Linked DNA regions of Drosophila melanogaster: region 2 is linked to region 1. Evidence: chromatin contacts called from public HiChIP or PLAC-seq data. All regions are on one chromosome and are shown on one strand. The core of a region is the stretch at or near the end of the contact, and the rest is flanking DNA. Distances in the headings are between cores, read along the strand shown. Region 1 overlaps pan (pangolin). Region 2 holds the start of myo (myoglianin).

Region 1 (5,416 bases), core at 1,137-3,636:
AATACTTGAAAACCAGGTAATTAAAGTGTATAACGACATGAAATCATTAAAATAATATTATTTTGTTTTAGAGAAATGTCGATTTACCTGAGTAATCGATGAGTAATCGAGCGGTATTCATCATGAAATAGTTGCCGATATCTTAAATAATTTACCTAAAGTCGATTTATTAAGTTTTCTAAAAATTTAACATTTTCTTGACAATCAGAACTATTATTCAATGTATTACTTTGCAATTTATAATAAAACAATATTAACAGTGTTATAATTTAGAGTTTAAAATCGTACTAATTAAATAAATTGTTGAATCATTTATAGCTTTGAACTTCATTTAATTAAGGAGGATTAAAGTGGCTTGAATTTATAGTCAGATATACCATCAGAAATATGACTGATGTTTGCAGTCATCTGATGTGAACCTTTTTGTTCCATCATTTAAGGTTCACTTAAAAAATTACATCAAATACACGACATTCTTCTTCATAGAACTAAATTTTCATTATTTGCCACTTCATTACGTAAAAGTTTTCCTTAAAGTTTTCTCAATTAAAGCAACTGCCGGCAAGGGGTAGATTTTAATAAGCTTAAAGGTCCCACGGTAGGGCAAGCTAAGGAATAAAAGGAATAAAACATAAGAATGTTTCAGAATATTTCTACCCGTTACCACTACATTTACTACATCGAATTCCCCTGACAGATCTAAATTTATTTTACGTACGCAACATCGTGCGTCACACATCGAGCAGCAAAGGATCTGAAACAGAGGGAGGAGGAGTGTAGAGTGATATTAACAAAGAAAATGCAGCTCGACAAATAACGAGCGTCAAATAGGTATTCCAACGGGCACAATTGTTCACATGGAAATTCTAATTCTAATTGGCAAAGTTCATCAGTCGGGCATTGACTCCCAAAATAGGGGAAATAGTAAAATATTATCCTAGTCCTCTAGTCCGATAAAAAAAGAAGTCGCTAAGGAAGTCCATTGAAGAAGGACCTACATTTTCAACCTCCAACGCAGTCCAGGAATGGCTGCATGCAGTCGAAAATGGACTGCCAAATGGAATGTGGCCATTAACTCCTCGAAGTCAGCCTGTGTAACTTTTACCCTGCGGCCCGGAACTTGCACAGATCTGACTTTTGATGGAAACCCCGTCAACAATGTCACATCGCACTGCTACCTAGGAGTTCATCTAGATCGGAGACTGACCTGGAGGGCCCACATCACGTCGGTCAAATTCAAGTCACTGGCGAAACTAAAAAAGCTCGACTGGCTCTTCCACTCCAGTAAACTACAAATGAGCTCTAAGGCTCTTTTAATCAAAGCCATACTTGCTCTAACGTGGAGTTATGCCATCCAGGTGTGGGGAACTGCCGCCAAATCCCAGCTCAATAGGCTCCGTGTGGTCCAGTCGAGAGCTGCAAGCCATGCATCTGGGCTCCCCTGGTAAGTGACAAACCAGGTAATCGAAAGAGATCTGAAAGTTATCCCTCTCAATCAGATCAATTTTCACAGCAGCCGTTATGCCGACAGGCTTATGGTCCACCCGAATCAACTAGCAAACATCCTAGCTAATCCCATCTCCCTCCGAAGGCTGAAGAGGGTACACCCCACCGATCTCCCTACCCGGAGGATAGTATAAAATATTACACATTAAGTAATTAATAACTAGAAAAATTCTTTTTTTTTCCTTTTCTACTTAATAATTAAGAAACCACTTGGTCTCATATACATTTATACACACAATAGGTTAAGTTTTAGAGGAATTGACTGAACGATTCCTTTTGAATCCAAAATAAATAGAATGATTATTTAAAAAAAAAAAAAAAAAAAACATTTTCAACCAGTAGAAAGGAAGTTCCAATATGGAGAGCAAGCAGTCCAAGGCCTTTGACAACACCGCCGTGGAATTGATTTACCACATGGACGAGACCTTAGGCGCAAAGAACATTCTTAATTTGATCGCCATGGTGTTAGTTTTTCTAGTGCTCCTGAAACTGGCGAATGCGTAGAAGAGATCTGTACAGAGGCTTCCTATCACAATGCGTTAAAGAAGATCCATCGTCCATCGCAGTAAATGCAAAATGTGAAAACATCATCAAAAGACGGAGTCGGCAGATCAAATTAAGCAATGCACCGACACAAACCTAAACCGGAAATGGCATTAAAATTAATAATAGTAATAGTAATTACTAGCAATAGTAATCCGTGACAAATTTAAGAGTGAAATCATGCATTTTAAATGTTAACAAATATAAAATAAAAACCAAAACAAAATGCAAAACAAGTGGGAGAACGAGAAATCGGAGAATAAGATAGCGGCCCCGCAGCTGGAGCGTGCCGCAGTGCATACTGCATACAAGCATACATACGGCCCTACTTATATATATACAATACCTTCTTGATGGTGCTTGTTTTTCTGTAAATGTTTTTAATCTGTACTATATTGGAGAAGGTGTATATGTATGTATAATTACAACCTAATATGTAGAAATGCCCAGGATCAAGGGTCCAGATCTCATCGCCCAGGATGGGATTGAGGTAAGTTTGACGGAACACAGTCACCGAATTTTCTTTATATCTTTTAATGTATGCCCATGGCACAAGCCAGCAATTATTCAATAAATATACAATATGAAGACAAATACAATAGAATGAGAACATTTTACAGGGTGCTGTAGGGCAAAAAGGATGACATAACTTTTAATGACCTTGGTAAAAGGGGGGATCAATTTGCGCGACTTGCGACGATCCAATTGGCACTCGGGTGTATGAACTTACATACCGACGTAACATTTCCTATATTTGCAAGGCACGTCTTATAAAAATTTAAGAATTGCATCAATAATTCTGCCGTGCGTCAGTATATAAAAAGTTAATAGTTTAATTTTGTTTTTATTGTTATTCAATATCTTTGCATTATTTCTATATTTCGTACATTATTTATTACCTATGTGTATACATACTATTTTATTAAACTTATATTTGTGATTACTATCATCTTAATATTAGAAATTTGTATATCTGCGTAGGTTTAGTATACGATTGTTAACCCTTTCTACTATCTAAACCTTATCTTACGCTAAGAATCCATCAGTCGACCAATATTGCAGTATTAAAAATGAAATTTAATTTTATATTTAATTATAGCTTAAAAAAAGCAAACAAACTCATTTTTAACATTATAAAAAGAATTTATATAGAATACTTCATGTATATGCAACATATATTTACATATTCGTTGTTGATCCACTTAATTGATTTGATGGGGTACTTTTATTATAGTGTATTACTCGTGTTACTTAATTGATTTTTACACAAATTATAGAAATGAAATAATAAGGAATTTGTTAATCAAACAAATGAAGTTGCGATGTCGTTTGAATAAAAAGCAATATTTTACAAAAACACAGACAATGGAAGCACGATGGAACCGCAAATATCGAAAAATAATAAGCTTATGATATTTATTTTTATACTAACATTACATTTTAGATAACGATTTGCACTAAACATAAAGACTAAAGCATTATATAGCAATTTTGTGTACTGATAAATTTTGGAATTAAACGTATAAAATTTGTGTTAAACAGTCTTTTAAATTGGCAATGGCCTTTACATTCTTCTGATTACATATGATTTGTTAGTTTGCTTGAATTATCATGACCACCGAACTGTTGTAACGCAGATTCTTAATAAATTTATATGTTTACGATTGATACATATATATGTAAATGTGTGCATAACTGTATGTACACGTTTAAATACATATACATATATACATATAGATTTATAATCATATAATATGTATCTATGTGACTAGAGCCCTATATAAATCGTTAATTAGATTTATCACAGCAGTGTATTTGTTGAATTTCTAAACTTGATGTAAATTTAAAGTTCAATTATTTTTATTAATTTCACAAATTTTTTGGTTTCATAATATAGGTTCATTAACTTATTTATTGGGATCGTACAAATGCCGAGCTTAGTTATGAATCTTAAAAACGGTTGGAGATAAATGGTAAAAGTTAAATTTTAATGCAACCAGAATGTTTTCCAAAATAACCTACTCACATTATTTTTTTTTAAAGCATATTATTTTACTTTATGAAACTGCGTAATCATAATTATTCTTATGACACTCTCATTTCTTTAAAATTTATTTGTTTTCTTATAATCATAGTAAATTTTTTTTAGTAATTATTACAACGATTAGAGTTTCGGGGGTGAAGCCGAAATTAAGTATTATGTATGATTATGATTTTTTAAAAATTGCACAATTTAAGTATAAACATCTTTTATTACTAGAAAAAAAATACAGCATGCGAAGTGTATATTGAAACGTTGATCAAATAAATTGCATGCATATGTGAGCTCAAAATCTGTTAAGAATACTTCAAAATTCGTAAAATATAAAATCTATTATAAACTGTGATTTTGGTGTATAATATTCATGTATTAAACTAAAAAGCAAGAGAGAATTCTATAGTCGAGTTCCTCAAGATACTCAGCTAGTTGAAGTGCGTACAAGAAATTTAAACATCTTTTATGGCAAATAGGTAAAATTAAACCAAATTAAAAGCTATTTCGCAAATCGATATAAATTTATATTAATAAATGTATACAAATTTATATTAGTATTAAAACAATAAAAAATCAAATAATAGTATAAAATACGGGCGTCTCAGTTTTAGCGACATGTTGGCGGATTAAACGATAGAAATTGGCCACACAAATAATAAAACAGAAGTGTGGTCATGCTAGTTCAAGTCGGAGTCTGAGTGGGCGTGTCAACGCAGACGTCAGTAGAATCCCGCATATCTAACCTAAGCTTTCTAGCTATAATAGTTTCCGAGATCTCGACGTTCATACCGACGCACGGACATGGCCATGTCTACCTGCTATCGATCCTGATATTTTTTGGTTTGGAAACGCATACTGCTACGTTACATACCTATTATCGATTGTAGTTTACCCTTTTACTCTACAAGTAACTCCCTACGTCTAGGGATGATCTTGTTTATCAATACAAAACATTTTAGCTTTGAATTTATATACCAATTTTTAATTTTTGCTTATAATAAAATAATTTAATTACAATTGTGAATCAAATAAAATTTTAAAAATTTACAAGCTGTTTATCCAAAGATAAAAGTAATACAGGTTTCATAATATATGAGCAAATTTTTCAACTACATTTTAAGAAGTTTGAAAATAAAACACTTTCAAAGAAACAATTAATTGCAAATTATTATAGGCACTATATTCGAGTTTCTCGACCATTAGACTCATGTTAAATCCCATCGAGCGGCGCCTACATCTATCGCCATTAAAATCCTAAAATAGCGCCAAAAATGCATTGGAACCGGTTAAAAAAATCCAAACATTTTTTAAGTGCGAAATACGGACAGACTC
Region 2 (5,265 bases), core at 1,956-4,455, 580 kb before region 1:
TTCCTGAATCCTGGGGTTGAGACCTTTAAATATATTAAATTCTTGACTAGTCATAAGGCCTGCGATTTCTTAAATAACAAGCAATGTTACTTTATTGACTGCAGTTTATAATTTTTAATAATTCACTATAAATTGGCTTGCCAAAATAAAAAACCATTATTACACCCATTATTATTATTTTATGCTTTGAAGATTATGTAGCAAATAGAAGAGAGCGTTTCCGACCATATAAAGTATATATATTATTGATCAGTATCAATAGCCGAGTCAATATGAACATGTTCGTCTGTTCGTCCGTCTAACCATATGAACGCCGCGATCTCAGGAACTAATAAAGCTATAGAGTTGACTTGCAGATTCCAGAGACATAGACGCAGCTCAAGTTTGTTTACCCATGTCAACATAACCCCATAACCCATAACCCCACGCCCGCACTTTTGAAATTTGAATTGTTTTTGTTTAGTTTTTTAATGTTTTTCGGGCCAATTTTTGTCGATGGTTTCTGGTAACTGGTTTCTGAGAGTCGATGTTTTATTGCTGTTGCTATTTTCAGATCGAACCTCCAACATAAAAAGTTGTAATATCAACTTTAGTGACGAAAAAATTGTCATTTACTTGATAAACACACTATATAAACGGTACTCATTCCGCACCCTTTTTTACTTATCCACCTTTCTTTCCACTTTGATTTTAAGAGTGCCAAATGAGTAACGCCCGCAAATTACAATGGCAATTAATCTAACCGCCACCAGCTTAAGCTATCGACCAATATCGAAGAGTGTTTTTCTTTTTATTTTTTCTCCATCTCTCAAAAGAGAGTAGGAGTAAAAACTCCTACCAGCAATGTAAGGGGTATCTGTTAGTTACGATCTGCGTAGCTATATTATAATATAAATCATAGACTAATCACAGATGTCATTACTCGGTATATATAACTATTTCCTTTTAAGAGCGTTGTCCCTTTTTTAGAAATGTGCTTGTAAGACTTCATTCTGCAACTTTCTCTCTTAAACACGGTGGCGATCGGAGAACATCTTATGGCCTCACCGAGTGAGTGGCAAGCCAAAGGGCATTACATATAATTTTAAAAAAAAACGGTATATTCCGAATGGGTGCAATGTATGACACAAAATAAAAATATTAGAGTTTCTCTTCTAATATTTTAAATTAAATTTCTGACCTTTTAAATGACCGTCGTCACTTTTTGGTTAAACCAATTCGAAATTAATTACGGTCAAAAGCCTTATTAAAAAACTTTCGGATCATAATTATTTCGACTAATATATGTACTACCTGCAATAATAAGAGGGCTTTTGGGAAAAATTCACACAGATGGGTTTAGTTAGTAGGGAATAATATTTACAAAATATACATACATATTTATATTACGAATGGTCGCACATGTATCCTGATTCTTTTATTAGATATTGATTGTCACACATTTTCTTCGATTTTCGGATGGGGGAAAAACAGTATGTGATTAAACACTAAAACGAACGTTCGTACAATATTGTTTATGCAATATTGTTTATATTTTCTGTGTATTTTGGTATTTTGTAGTATCGATTGGACTTCAGCACGCATCTGCTCGTATCAGGATGGCAACTCTCGGCGTGTAAAAATACAAACGGCAACTCTTAACATATATAGAAATCGATATGGCAACCCAATACCAGTGATTGCGTAGAGAATACGTTATTTTCAAAAATTCGATGCAGTAAATAAATAAATTCACAGATATAAGAATGATAATTTAGCAGACCTAAAGAATCGGTCCATTAATGAGCTATTAATAGTTCAACTAATCTACTCGTTGAAAATGTTGTGAAAAATATTTGAAAGCCAACTAAAGCGTTTCCTATTGTTAAACCATTGCAGAGCGTATAGTGATTTCTGTCAGAAAATTGCAACGTAGTGGAAATAATAGAAAAAAAATTATAAATTCTTGTTTTTGATCAGGAAGTATTTTAGTTCTGTATTTATCGGTTGAATGCGTGATCGCCATTTTCGTAATATTAGGTTTATCGCACGATTACCATCTATATGTGCGTAGATGAAGGAAAATTGACGCACTTGTTGAAATTATTTTATTTAAATCTTTATTATAACCAAAAAAAAATCGTAAATTGTTAACCACAATGGAAAAAATAAGTAGCTTACAATCCATCCAATAAATAATCTCTTATCAGTTACTTTGTTGATACATAAAAGAAGTCTTCTCCATTTGAATTGCTATTCTTAAGTAAAACAACAGAATTGCTGATACAAAGCAATAAAAATAAGTTAGTACAGTGTGAACACCTATCGTTTTCTTCCATATCGATAGGAAACTCATAAATGTATGTGTGGAAAGGCTTAAACATCTGTACGGGCGTCGATATATCGACAGCTAATCTGGAAAACACTAGACATCGCGGTAATTGTCCCTACCCTTTTTATGGAGTTCCCAGATTGCCTTCTTACACAACCATATTAATGGGCAATAATTATATAAGAAGACTGCGGAACAAAGGGGACCCGCACGAATATGTACTTGATTTAATATAAGTTTCTTTTATACACATAAAATTATTTTTGCATACTTATGTAAGTGCGTTGGGTACTTTTTATTAATTCCAGAGTAACGACATTTTTGCCGTTAATTTAAAACACGAAATGTTAGGACAAGAATGCGGAACTTCGGTTAAATTTTAAAAATTCCTTTGTATCAATATAGTCATTCCAGTAGTACAAATTAATACGCATGTAATTTTTGTTGTATAATAGCACTCAATTTTGTGTAATAAAAAAAAACAACTAGGGAACCAAAATTATAGAGACAAATCAAATCCTGCTAATAAAAATATATCTTATATAGTTTCTTCGGGTCTATTTGAAATCTTTGAAATGTAAAAATGTCTACACTCATAACTTATAAGAGTTAAAACGGCTTAAGGATTAAATTGATTTACAATAGAAAGTGATTATTAGCGACAGTGGAAATATAAATAAAATGTTTTCTAGAATTGTAAAAAAAAAAGTAGGAGTATATTCAATAAATATTTCATTTTAATATAATGCTATTTTGCTCGATAAAAATGTTAATATGAATTAAAGTTTACTCTTGCAATGCGTTTCAGCAGATACATTTTTAAAAGCGGCCTGTTATGCCAACTAAAACGAAATTGCCGGTGAGCCGTATGTATCCGATCGCATCTGATCAGCTGCTTTCAGTTCTACTTCGTCGCTCAATCGCACAGCAGTACAGAATCTCTGCGGGTTTTCAAATATTGGTTCTCTATGAGAAATAAATTATTATTATTTAGTGCGCAATTGAATACACAATTTTTTCAAACTATGTGTTTTTGGACAATGAATAATAAATTTAACAAAAGCGGATTGCAAAAGAATAATGTTCGAAACCGTAGGCCCACTGTTACTTCAATATAAAACATTTAATAATATATACTATACATATATTAAAACACACAATTGCCTAGTTTCAAAATAGATTTTGGTTGTACAAGTGTATAAAAATAAAATAAATACCGATAGATAAGTATATATCTACTTATGTACAATTGGTAGGTGTTTAAAAAGTTTGTTATCGCTAAATGTACATAACTTTGTACATACACAGCTTTAAAAATGTACATATGTGCTTATATGCATGCTATTTATTCTGTATGTATGTATAATTTACGTATGTACATACATATGATATATCTCATTTACGTTGTTCTGCTTGTAAAAGGGGAATAATGCACTTTCAGCGATGAACTGAAGTTCAAGAGCACAATAATTTATTATGTTTATAAATGGTTTTAATTGAATACAATAGTGGTCATAAAGAGGACTCATGTGAAACGTTTATGAACGGGCTTTGCATATGTGCATGTACATATGTAGCTTGAACTAACTTTTACGACTGTGTGCACATTAGGGTGGTCATTTTCTGCTGGCGCATCGCGCTTCCAAGGCGGATCAAACAATGCAGATATGATTTTTAATTTTTAAAAATCATTATATCCGGTGCTGCAGGATTTTATACTTCTACTATATTCAAAGTAAGTTTTTTCGTAGCCTGAAACAAGTTTTTGAAGGTTATTATTCCGTTATTCCGAGTTTTAGAATATTCACGAGCACACAAATCAAGTGACGATCGCAGCCTCACCGTGCCGATTTGTGACGAAAAATGGTTTTACAATTGTCAGTGTTTTTTCCTAAGCTTTATAGCCATAGAGCCATTTTTCCCTATGGCAGGTATATAAGTGTATGGTCGTCTGATTTTGATCGATTAAAAACCTAAATTATATATTTTCAAAAAAATGTGCATACTGAAGAAGAACTCTTTTTATTTGAAAACAACGAGTCTATAATTTTTTTCAACAGTTAGCTATATGATATGATCGTCAAAAGTCTATCAATTTAAAACCGAAATATTATATTGTCCAAATTTTGCCAATAATTTTAATATTTTTGAAGTTAGAGATCGTCAGTGGCGTAAGCTATTCAATTTTTTTTTTTTTTTTTTTTTGTATTGACTCGCGAAGGGGAATCATTGACTTCCGTGCTAATGCTTTAATAGGGTTTAAAGGGGTGCGCTCTTCTTTTTTCTCTGCACAGCTGTTTAAGGTATTACCTTGGGAATCCGACTTAATCGAATACAGCAGGGGATTATCTAACAGCTTGTATTTCGCGATTTGATTTTTAAAAAAATTGTAAAATAAGGCCAACAAGAGCCAAGTTGATTGGATGACAAGATCACCAGCCGCTGTCTCCAAAAATAAATAATAATTATTATTTTTATTTTTTCTTATTTTAAAATATATCAAGTATATTTATAAATACAAGTCCTTTTCAGCATTCATCAACGGTTTGATCAAAAATCATGCTGGCCAACTCATGCTGCGGTTGGAGAAAATATAAAACCCATGATCAGCATCATAGAACCCTAAAGAAAAAAACTCGACAGAACACATCAGATACAACAGTTCACATAGAAGTGAACTCCAACGAAATCCAGTTTCCAGGTTCTTACAGATTTAATCTTGACTCAAAAAAAATAAATATCGGGCGAATGAATATTCTTGGACATAAGAGAGGTAATTTCCGTGTAACTCGATATGTCACGGTCACCGTACTCTTAATTTTATCGACTGCAGTCAATGCTTATGCTCAGCCAGAAAATAAAAGCTTCAGTAATTCTTCCAACAACGATAGTCCGGAAATGGTTATGTTGAGTAACGAAACAAACAATAGTGCAAAAGTACTATCAGAAAAAAA

The links. HiChIP or PLAC-seq counts read pairs in DNA pulled down with a chosen protein or histone mark.
Region 2: an H3K27ac HiChIP or PLAC-seq map of the Kc167 cell line shows a contact between it and region 1, with 4 times the contacts expected there. The contact joins the promoter of myo here to the enhancer-like site in region 1. A contact is called at or near these places in 9 of 107 Hi-C or Micro-C datasets (the Kc167 cell line, the S2 cell line, brain and 4 more) and 1 of 6 datasets of contacts at active chromatin or transcription factors (the Kc167 cell line).

The regions. Positions count from the first base shown.
Region 1 is chr4:111,286-116,701 of dm6, reverse strand. It overlaps pan (pangolin), which reads right to left. Exons shown (of 12, transcript NM_001258477.2): 12 at 2,432-5,416. It overlaps Ank (Ankyrin), which reads left to right. Exons shown (of 12, transcript NM_001169348.2): 10 at 1-16; 11 at 698-1,444; 12 at 1,500-1,628. Among named protein-coding and RNA genes, the nearest start is that of Ank, 16 kb to the left of the region's middle. Within about 2 kb of position 2,386, at least 22 of the 39 cell types and tissues checked have an H3K27ac peak or open chromatin away from gene starts, as enhancers often do. A contact at or near this core is called in the Kc167 cell line, the S2 cell line and brain, where this site is marked.
Region 2 is chr4:693,995-699,259 of dm6, reverse strand. It overlaps myo (myoglianin), which reads left to right and starts at 3,205. Exons shown (of 5, transcript NM_166788.2): 1 at 3,205-3,563; 2 at 3,923-4,046; 3 at 4,844-5,265. The coding sequence starts at 4,871. ey (eyeless) reads right to left here and starts at 1,571. Exons shown (of 8, transcript NM_166789.2): 1 at 1,377-1,571.